3 separate regions of the Mus musculus genome follow, and all the other regions are linked to region 3. The links are chromatin contacts, called in public HiChIP or PLAC-seq maps. All regions are on one chromosome and are shown on one strand. The core of a region is the stretch at or near the end of the contact, and the rest is flanking DNA. Distances in the headings are between cores, read along the strand shown.

Evidence for each region. HiChIP or PLAC-seq counts read pairs in DNA pulled down with a chosen protein or histone mark.
Region 1: a contact with region 3 is called in a BATF HiChIP or PLAC-seq map of CD8 T cells, with 5 read pairs. The contact joins two enhancer-like sites. A contact is called at or near these places in 1 of 15 datasets of contacts at CTCF or cohesin (large pre-B cells), 5 of 484 Hi-C or Micro-C datasets (CD8 T cells, Th1 cells, bone marrow-derived macrophages and 2 more) and 3 of 115 datasets of contacts at active chromatin or transcription factors (CD8 T cells, bone marrow-derived macrophages and cardiomyocytes).
Region 2: a CTCF HiChIP or PLAC-seq map of CD8 T cells shows a contact between it and region 3, with 7 read pairs. The contact joins two enhancer-like sites. A contact is called at or near these places in 2 of 15 datasets of contacts at CTCF or cohesin (CD8 T cells and large pre-B cells), 4 of 484 Hi-C or Micro-C datasets (the C10 cell line, bone marrow-derived macrophages, embryonic stem cells and 1 more), 3 of 115 datasets of contacts at active chromatin or transcription factors (CD8 T cells, bone marrow-derived macrophages and fibro-adipogenic progenitors) and 1 of 9 other capture datasets (embryonic stem cells).

Annotation. Positions count from the first base shown.
Region 1 is chr9:116,292,911-116,296,345 of GRCm38.p6, reverse strand. No RefSeq gene overlaps it. Among named protein-coding and RNA genes, the nearest start is that of D730003K21Rik, 33 kb to the left of the region's middle. Within about 2 kb of position 2,090, at least 48 of the 459 cell types and tissues checked have an H3K27ac peak or open chromatin away from gene starts, as enhancers often do. A contact at or near this core is called in CD8 T cells, where this site is marked.
Region 2 is chr9:116,262,556-116,265,936 of GRCm38.p6, reverse strand. No RefSeq gene overlaps it. Among named protein-coding and RNA genes, the nearest start is that of D730003K21Rik, 63 kb to the left of the region's middle. Within about 2 kb of position 1,911, at least 18 of the 459 cell types and tissues checked have an H3K27ac peak or open chromatin away from gene starts, as enhancers often do. A contact at or near this core is called in CD8 T cells, where this site is marked.
Region 3 is chr9:116,082,418-116,086,047 of GRCm38.p6, reverse strand. No RefSeq gene overlaps it. Among named protein-coding and RNA genes, the nearest start is that of Gm31014, 30 kb to the right of the region's middle. Within about 2 kb of position 1,722, at least 88 of the 459 cell types and tissues checked have an H3K27ac peak or open chromatin away from gene starts, as enhancers often do. A contact at or near this core is called in CD8 T cells, where this site is marked.

The DNA of each region.
Region 1 (3,435 bases), core at 841-3,340, 210 kb before region 3:
TCTTCTTTAGTGTTTAAAAAATTCAGTCTGGTGGCAATATTAAAATCTGGGGAATTTTCAGGTCTCCTTTGGAGAAATGCGTACTTGTATCTTTAGCCATTTTTAAGCTGAGTTTTTCTTTCTATTGAGAGATAGGCATTTCTTGCACCTGCAATAGTGACCTTCCTGACATCTGGCCTGCAACTCTTTCCTCTGTGTCGTTGGTTCGCTCCATGTCGTGAATGTGACAGAGTTGTGGCTGTTTGTTGTTACATTCTGAGCTTTAGATATTACAGCCAGAACAAGACTAGAGAAGCTTTCCCCAGTCTCTTCTGTGATCTGAGATCTTATGTTGAAGTCTTCAGTCAATTTTAAGTTGATGCCTTTGTGAGTTCAGTGTCATGCCAAACATGTGGCTGTATGGTCCCTGCCATCGTTATTGTGAATTGCATTCTTTGGTGGGTAAGTTCTTCATTTTCACAAGCACGAGTTCACTGGCCTCTTCCTTCCTTGGCAGGGCTGTTTTAGCCTGTTCTTCATTTCTATTCTTGCATTCTTCATTGTTTTATTATTTTCACACCTACCTGAATATCAGTTATATTTTCATAGGGACTTATACCCTGTGATTATAACCAACACATCCATTAACTATATATTTAATATGACTTATTATACTATATGTTTCTAAGATCTATAAGGGCAATGCTTCAATTTAACCTTAACAGAGGTGCTGTTAATATTTCAGGTAAGAAAACCTTTTGTTGATATTTTCTATTAATTCTTTTTTTTTAATCTAGAGAGGTAATTTTTTACTGAAATAGGTTAAAATGTTCTTCAAACTGTGAATATTTTGACTTTATCAAACATCTGCATTTATGAAGATAATTACAATTTCTTCTTGATTTTTAAAAATACTTTTTTGTTTTTGTTTTTTTCGAGACAGGGTTTCTCTGTATAGCCCTGGCTGTCCTGGAACTCACTTTGTAGACCAGGTTGGCCTCAAACTCAGAAATCCGCCTGCCTCTGCCTCCCGAGTACTGTGATTAAAGGTGTGCGCCACCACACCCGGCCTTGTTGATTAGTGTTCTTAACGATGAACCACCTGACGTTTCTGAAATCTCGCCCACTTGCATGTGGTGCTTTCAGATCATTGTTGGGTGTTATTGGAAAAGGGATTGTCAAAGGCTTTTCTATCAATGAGCATGAAAGAGTTTGACCTGCAGTGTCAGTCTCAAAATATGTCAATCTTTCTTCAGCGCCAATGTTAGGAACTCAGCCAAGTAAGACCCAGCCGGAGTGACTGCACTGTCTTTAGAGATTGCATCCTTTCCTGGAGAGGAAGAGGTTAGGAGCAGGCCACCTTAATGCACTCTGGAACGGGCAGGATTCAAGTTTCTGTTCTGTTGAGGCCTGCCCTGTTTCGGATTTTTGCCCTCCTCCTGAGACACAGCTATCTAGCCTCTGAACTGCATATTTGCAGAGCACCCTCCTTTGAAATGCCCTGATATTAAAATTCTACCTCATCAGCATCCCAGCCTGCTAAAAAGCTCTGCCTAACACCTTAGACTTGAGCCCTCCTCCCTGCCTCCTTAGATGCCTCCGCTGTGTGCACAGTCTACAATTCTGCAGTGAAACCAGAAGCTGCACAGCAGTCAACAGTGGTGCTTCTCCTTCCTATGGGACCTTAGAGCCATCGCATGTTCTGGCTTACAAACAATCTTTGTCTCCATCGTGTGTCACCTCAGGCTAGGAAGAGTGAGAAAAGCTTCGGCTGTCGTCTTTCTGCTTGTTTCCTTTGTCCCCCACACCACCTATCAAGTGAGAGAGAAGGAGAGAGAGAGAGAGAGACCAGAAGGAAGTTACATTCCAGGAGACTTGGTGATGTCAGCTTTTCCATGAGTCTCAGGTCGTTATCATGGGCAACCCTATCATTTCTCTACCCCTCCTGATACAACTGGATCTTGCTCAGTTCTATCCATCTGTATAGGAACTGGGTTATAGAGATTGCTCAGAAGGTAAGGTTATTGCCACTCAAGCATTGAGGACCCACTCAGATCTGGAGCAGCCACATAAAAGGCCTGGCACACAAGTGCTGGTGTGTGATCTCAGCACTGGGGAAGCAGAGAGAGGAGACTTCCGGGGGAATGGGGCCCAGCCAGCCTAGCTGAACCAGCAGCAGGCCTGAGGTCCCATTGAGAGATCCGGTCTCAAAACATTAAATGGGGCAGATGGAAGGATGTCTCATGGCTTAAAGTACTTACTGCTCTTACAGAGCACCTGGGTTTAGTTTTTAGCACCCACCCAAGATGGCTCACAGCCATCCATAACTTCGGTTCTAGAGGATCCGAAACCTTCTTCTGGCCTTCGAGGGTACCAGAAACTCATGTGCTGTACAGACACATAAGCTGGCTAAACATAAACATTAAAAAAAAGAAAAGGTAGAGAATGATTAAGGAAGGCATAGAGGCCTCTGACTCACACACACACACACACACACACACAGAGGAGAGTGGGTTTCAGGGAGAGCAAACACATCACTAGAAAAGCCTTCAGTTTGGATCCCTCTGCAAGTGCGTCTCAGTGTATCAAGTTGAGGTTCAAACCCAGGGCTCCTTCTAAACTGGCCTGCCTTTCTCCACCATGATACCTCCTGGATGGCACCTAAAATGTATCCCCAAAGCTTACATCCTATCCTTCAAAGCTTCCTGGGGTAGGACTATTTTTCACCAGACTAGAGCATGAATATATTCTTGAAGCTGAGCACAGATACTCTACAAATAGGCCAGAACGCTTAGTCAGACCAGTTGGCCAGCAGGGAGCCATCATCCTGCAATCCTTCAATTTTTCACCCTTAAAAAAGTCATTCCAGGATAAATGGATGGCAACTTCGGCCAGCAGACAGGAGCTAGGAAGATTCAGGCATGGGTGATCCTTCGAAGACTGGAAAAACATTCGCAGGCATTCCAGGAAGCCTTAGGAGTGAAAGCAGAGGTGATATTCATCTAAAAGGAAGGCAAGTGGCTCAGTTGGCCCCCGCCCAGCCCCCCTTCCCTCCAAGCAGCTCCCTGGTGGAACTTTTCCTTCCTGCTGGTGCTAACTGCTCTTCAAGAAAGTTCTTGTTTCTCAAGAGGCCCCTGGCTGGGTGAGGTGCCTTCAATTTAAGAACAAAAGCTAGCTAGCTTGCTCTCTCTCTCTCTCTCTCTCTCTCTCTCTCTCTCTCTCGCTCTCCCTCTCACTCTTTCGCTCTCCTGTCTGATCTTCATTCTCATTTTCTCCGCCACTCTTCTCACTCTCTCTCTCCTATCTTATTTTTTGTCTCCTCCTTTCCCACCCCTCCCTGATTCCGTCTAACAAGCGCAGCCACAGGCCGGAGGATGGAGTAGCATTCCTAGGTAGTGTCCGCATAGAGCACACACCCATAAGAGACTCACGCTCTGGATTTCTTCCCTTACAAAC
Region 2 (3,381 bases), core at 662-3,161, 180 kb before region 3:
AAAAGGGGGAAACATGTTGTTTTGGGTCCTACTGAAGAAGAGAAAGAAGAACGAAGAAGAGGAGAAGGAGGAGAAAGAGGAGGAGGGAAAAGAGGAGGAGGGAAAAGAGGAAAGAAGAAGAAGAAAAAGAAGAAGGAGGAGGAGAAGAAGAAGAAGGAGAAAGAAGGAGAAGGAGAAGGAAGGTAAGGGAGAAGAAGGAGGAGGAGGAGGAAGAAGAAGATGATGAAGGAGGAGGGAGGAGGAGGAGGAGGAGGAGGCAGTCTTAATTTAACTGCATAGCAGCAATTTTGCAAATCACTGCACAGAGGGAAAGCTTTCCAGGAAGTAAAAATAAACTATCTCATTAAGTGATAAGTATTCCTCCAATCTCTTCATCATGGCTTAAGGTGAACCAGCCTTCCTGAGGCATCAATGTTATAAAATATAATGTGGTAAGGGGGTACCATGGCAGGCCCATGCCAAGGTGTGCCCATAAGTAATTATGCCATGCAAAAGACCTGGTGTGAAAGAGGTTTATTGGGGGAAGGGAAAGGAGTGAGGACATAGGAAGGGGTGGTGGCAGTCGTGTGGACATGTAGACAGGCAGACAGACAGGAGGAGAGCCATGAGGGCAGAGAAAAGGGGGGTGGGGTGGGATTTTTTAAAAACCGAAATACCAAATGTTTGATTTACCAAATGAAGACTCAGAAGCCAGATGCTGTGATGAATGTCTGCTTGTTCAGAGAGACAGAGAAAACACCCTCTCTGCTGCTGACCTTCCTACTCTCCGGATGTTCCAGGAGGAAAAGGCTTTCTCGTTCTTTGTGCTGTCTTAAACACTTTACAGCTCACATACATCAGTGGCGGCATCAGGTTGGCAATGACAGTAACGTGGAGGAATTCCTACCGTAGGCCTCAGACTCTATCCGATGATGCCCTCAGCCTGGGGTTGGTGAAAAGAAACTGGTGGTCAGTCCACACATTCCAAAAGAGAATGCTAGGTCAGAAATAGAGATGGGCAGGGAGTGGCTGTTGAGATAGCTAGAGATAGCCCATGATAAATTGTCATAAAGCTCTGGACTTTCAACTTTTAAACCTCTCCAGGGTCATCGATGTTCCGATCAGTTAATCAGCTCTCTAGAAGATTCTAGAAGGCCATGCTGCCATGCTTTCTAGGAACTTTCTCTCATAGGTGGTTCCCATGAACCCTAATATCTGAAAACACCGCTGCCTTTTACTGGAATCCTCCTTAAGACCTCCCACTCTGCCCCCCCTCTACTCCATGAGCTCCACAGGAAGAATTCAAAGGAGACATGGAGATTAATGCAGAAGATAGGGTGTATCATAGAGTAAGGTGGATTAGCGTGAAGGGATGAGAGCAGCCAGCAGGCAGGGAGAAGCCCACTCAAAGGGAAGAGTGGCCAGGAACCCAAGAGATCATTGAGCAAACCTACATTGTGATAGGTTGGCAATGTATTATCTCTTAAAGTCTCTCAGACAGAAAACTTCCTGAGAGAGATCTTTCCGAACAGGTGATTGACAGGCCCATCTATATCTTTAAGCAGGAATAGTGGTATAGCTGGTTTTTTACCTGGAAGTTTTTATCCTATTAGGAGTCTTATAATCTTTTCTGCACTTTAGCAAATCTCATCTCCACCCAAGGCCAGAGAGAGAACTCAGAGCTTGTTTTCTGACTCAACTTCTATTCCTGGCTTTAGCCACTACTGGTTATCAGAAAGGGCCCCATCCTCTGTACCCCTCAGGCTTCGCAAATCTGAGCAGCTCTCTAGCAGCCCCCGCCTGTGCTGGGCTCCCTGGAGCATAATTTAAAAGTTTATAAGATGTTTCTTACGAGACTCAAAGGAGACACTGAGCTCAACTCAGCTCAAACCACAAAAGTCTCAGAGGCGGACGGCTGTGGGTTTCTCCTGCTCTGGTATCAGGGCTTTATGAGCAATCAGGTAACCTGGGTGGATCTGAGAATGAGATACGTTTCACAGGTCTACACCCTGCAGGCAGTATGTGTGGGCGTTACACTCCCCACCCACCACATACACCCCAGTGCATATGGATGCTACATGCATTTATTCTCCAGAGAAGGTATTAGCCAAAAAGATCCATAAACCACACAAGAAGATACAAAGGTCAGATGGAGCGTGGGGAAGCTCAGCAGAGCAGTATCCTCTGAGCGGGGAAGCCATGTGGTGCTGTCACTGGAGAAGAAAAACATCATTCTACCTTTATATGAGGCACCTGATTGCTGTGTTATCTGGTGTGATGTTGAAGGTTGAGAGACCCCTACAGTAGCAGAGTTACTACAGAGAAAGGAAAAAGAAGAAATCAGGCCATGGTGGTGCTTGCCTGCCATCCCAGAATCAGAGAGGATGAGATATGAGAATTGCTGTGAGTTTGAGGATAGCCTGGGCTATACAGTGATCAGTTCCAGGTTAGCCTGAAACATGTAAGGAAAACTTGGCGCAGGTGGGCAGATCTCTGTGAGTTTGAGGCCATCCTGATCTACAGATCTGCATAGTAAGTTTCAGGGTGGCCAAGGCTATGTAGTGAAACTGTATTAAATAATAATAATGATGATAGTGATAATAATAATAACTATGATGTTGTTATTATTATTATGAAAAAACTAATGATGATGTTTTAAAAGGAGCTAAAAACAAGATAAGGAAAAATTAGAAAGTGGAGTGATTTGTTCAGGGCACAAAATAAACTTTAAAAGTAAATGACCCGTACAGGTGAAACCGACTCTCCTGTAGATGGGTTTGCTTCACTTAACTGTTTTTCTTGTACTTTTTTCCTTCTGTCTGAGATGGAGACTGCTCTGTAGCCCAAGATAACCCAGAGCTGGGTGGTGGCTTCCCTTTCCATTTTCTTTCCCTTTTCCTTCCTGCTCTCTGCTTTCTTTCTCTGTCTCCCTCTCTCTGTCTCTCCCTCTTTCCTTCCCTCCCTTCCTGTATCCCCCCCTTTCTTCCCTCTCTCTCTCTCTCCCTCCCCAGCATCTCACATAGCCCACAGTGGCCTGGACTTATGGACAGACGACTCTTGCATCCTGATTCTCTTGCCTCTTCCTCCCAAGGCTGAGCTTACAGGACCACGCCACCACATTCTGCTTTAAACTCAGGAGGTTTGCCTGCTACTGCTGCTGCTGCTGTTGCTGTTGCTGCTGCTCCTGTCCAGTCATCTGCCCACATTTTTCTATTACTTTGGCACAAGTGAACTGGCTCCAGTTTGGGCTTAGCACAGGTTAGATTTCTAGCCTCAACGCTTAAATTTGGATAAACTTGGCTACCTTTCCTGAGCCGTAGTTTCTCATCTGTGAAATGGGGGTGTGGGGAGAGACTAGCTGGAAGTAGACAGTGGGTGACATGGGAGGCTAGGAGAGATCGT
Region 3 (3,630 bases), core at 473-2,972:
ACTGGATTGTCAGAACACAGGCTCCTGAGATACAGTCTGGGGCAAAGCCAAGTTATCCAGGACCTAAAATTTTGTGCAACCAAAGTGCCTGCTTTTCTGTATTTCTTCTTGTCTCCTGATGAAAACTGGCCAGCGCGATGGGACTACATCGGGAGGCGACATACATGAGGAAATGCCCGGTAGTCCATGTACATGTCTTTCTATCTCTGTGCCCATAGCCATCCCGTTTTGCTCTAGGAGAGCCAGAATGTTCTTTTTTCTCCACTTAATTTACCCAGCACTCCCCTGACAAGGTCTGAAGAAATGCTTGCTGTGAGAACAATGGGAAGAGGCACTCTTCTTCCGGGTGAGGGTAGCATTTCTTCACTTGTGAGATGTGTGCGTGTGCCTGAGATGGTTTCACAATTTGCCAGCCATCTAGAACATTTTTGTTTGTTTGTTTGTTTGTTTTAGCAGATATGCGCTTATCTCAAAAGATATTAGAAAGAGAGTAGAACTTGAAGCCTGGACTTTCACAAGTGTTGTTTCTTGAATGGCTGATGAGTAAAACACTGATTTTTGTAAGTCATTGGGAGATGAACACACTTATTTATAACGATCACAGGAGATGAGTTCACCGGGCTGCCAATTCTTGTCTAAAAATAGACACAGCCGCTGGGCGGTGGTGGCACACGCCTTTAATCCCAGCACTTGGGAGGCAGAGGCAGGCAGATTTCTGAGTTCCAGGCTAGCCTGGTCTACAGAGTGAGTTCCAGGACAGCCAGGGCTACACAGAGAAATCCTGTCTCGAAAACCAAAAAAAAAAAAAAAAAAAAAAAAAAAGACAGCTTATTAAACGCAGGAATGGAAGTGGCCTAACAAGCCCTGAGAAAAGAGCTCCAAAAAAAAATCTGACCACTTGGTGCACAGCCCTTTAGAGGGGTTTCATAGTCCTTACCTCTCCTGCTTGTATTTCCGGGGCTCCTCGCCATCCCCCATCCTACTCCCTGCACATGTGTGCATGGGCATGCTCTGTTCTGTGGATGATACTCAGGTAAGGATGGGCTGCCAGTTTTCCTTTGCAAGCTGGCTGGTACGTGCGTGCGTGCGTGCGTGCGCGCACGCGCTAGGGAAGCAACACAAAGCCCTGGAGAGCTCAATGGTCTGACTCAATGGTTATGCTACATTTCTGGTTGCTCGCTCTGACAAGCGGGAGGGGGGGGGGGCAGAGAAGTTTCTTTGCGTTTACAGTTGAAGGTGACGCAATCCATTGTGGTTCAGAAGACTTGGCAGCACGAACCGGAGGCCGCTGGTCACACAGTGTCTATGAGAGCTAAGTTATGTTTTAAGATTTAATTACTGTGCATACGAGATCCACAAAACAGAATATGTCTCCAACCTTGCCCAAGGACAGATACTTCCTGAAATATAGCAGGCAGCTATTGTTTTGCTCCTCTAAACAACTTTTTTGCCCAGGTACACAGGTTGTGGTCGATGACATGTAGGTGGGAGGTATGTGGGTAGGAAATACGTCAGGAAGTACATTTGACTCTCATTGGATGTAGGCAGGCGGTACACAGCCAGGAATTACATCAGGACATATGTTCGCCAATGATTGGACCTGGTGGGGTACATAACAGCCTTACAGATTTGCCTTTATTAACTACTGTAGAATGTGACCTGTCCCCATTTTCTGGGAACCCCAGAGTGGAATTAGCCAGAGTTCATCACCCTGGCCAATGTTTAATTAAAGCTTGCTTCAGATTTGGCTCAAAATTGTATTACTGGACTTATTATCATCTGGTAGGATTAACACTGTCCACAATCAGGAAGCAAACTTCAGAGGCGGAACCTTGGTACAGAACCGGAAGTGAACCCTCGATGGCCCACTTCCTCCTTGAGGTTCCACTCACTTCAATTCCCACGGGTTTCCAAATTAGCTCCACCAGCCTGGGCTCAAGTGCAAGCCGTTGGGGCCATTCACACTCAAACCAGACCACTAGCTCAAACTCCAGAGTAGAGAAGATGCCCTTAGCACTGGAGAGCTGGAGAGAGCAGCTGACCAGAGCACAAAAAGCAAAAGTCTTATTGTACAAGACCAAATGTACAAGGTCTATGGGCTCAGTCCCAAGAGCCTTGGCCAAAACAGAAGCCAAGGTCTTCTGACCCACCTCTAGGCTCTGTTCCACCCCGGTCATTTGAGTTCTGGCTACTGTAAGGTCAGGAGTATTAGCAGTGGGCTTTCCGAGGGCCCTCGGGAAGGACCCTGTGCCTCCTGCAACTCACTGACTTTTAGATGCAAGGCCTGTTCTGCTCCAAGGACTTCCTGTTTTGGGGTGACCTTTTATTTTTTTGTCTTAAATTCAGTGTGCAAATGACATGCTAATGGCCCTGTCTTGAAGGCACTTGCTTCCCTAGGTGACAGACAGGGAACTTTTCATCTAAACCAGCCTGTCTATCCCTTTTTCAGGAAAGCTACCCCGGTTGGCATCTGCACATCTCCTTCATTTTCCCCTGAAGTAACTGCCTAATCACTGCTTATCACGCTTCTAATTAGTTTCCTTTTTTTTTTTTTCACTTGAATAATTATGGCTTCATACTTTATGGGTTGGGGGCCATGCCTTTCAGGCCTGCTTTGCAAAGACTGCTGATCAAGACAAGATTGGGAACTTGCACACATTTCAAGGCCTGCCAATCAGTTGCGCATGGCATAATCTATTCTGGTATATCTCCTGATACTCGCGGCACTTAAAAATAGCTTGTTAATCATCTTCCTACTCTAATTAAGCAGGCATCTCGCTTTTATTTTATTATATTTTTTTGAGAATTTCTCACATGATCACTCTTTACATCATTTCCACCCCTCGCTCTCTCCCACCCTGATCTTCCTTCCTCTCTCCCCTCCCAGTCCTATGTTTTCCAAAGGATCATTTCAACATAGTCCAAATGCTGAAGAGATGTGTCTGCTGTGGCATATTCTGGTCTTCCACAGTGATTTTTTTTTTTAGGGCGACATTCTGGTCACCGAAACCATTCAGGCTACATAGAAGGACAGGATGACTTTGCGGTGGGGCTGTTAAACAGAAACCCAGAGAAGTCCTTTGAAATTCCATAGGGTGTACTTCCAAATGTCCTCCTGCACTCTGTGAGGGCTCTCAGTCCAAAGACAGAAAGAACTCTCAGCTGTGCTCACATTATCATAAGGCCAAAGTTCTGTTGTTGAAAGAAAAAAAAAGGGGGGGGGTGATGGGGCTGGAGATGATATCTCAGAAATTAAGAGTGCTTGCAGCTCCTTCAGAGGATCAGAGCTTGCTTCCCAGCACCCATGTTTGGCACTTAAAACTTCCTGTGACTCCAGTGACAGGGGATCTAGGCTCTTTTTGGGCCCCTGTAGGCACATAGGCTCCTGTGCCCAAGACTTCAAACAGATGCATGCACATACACATAAAGATAGATAGATAGATAGATAGATAGATAGATAGATAGATAGAGAGATAGATAGACAGACAGACAGACAGATAGATAGATAAAGGCAGCCATATAGCAGTGGTCTCTGAATGGTAACTGTTGATAGAATGGCAGCAGCTAATCATTGGAATATATTTTGAGACTGGGGCAGCCTCCTTACTAGGAATATATATTAAAGCTACC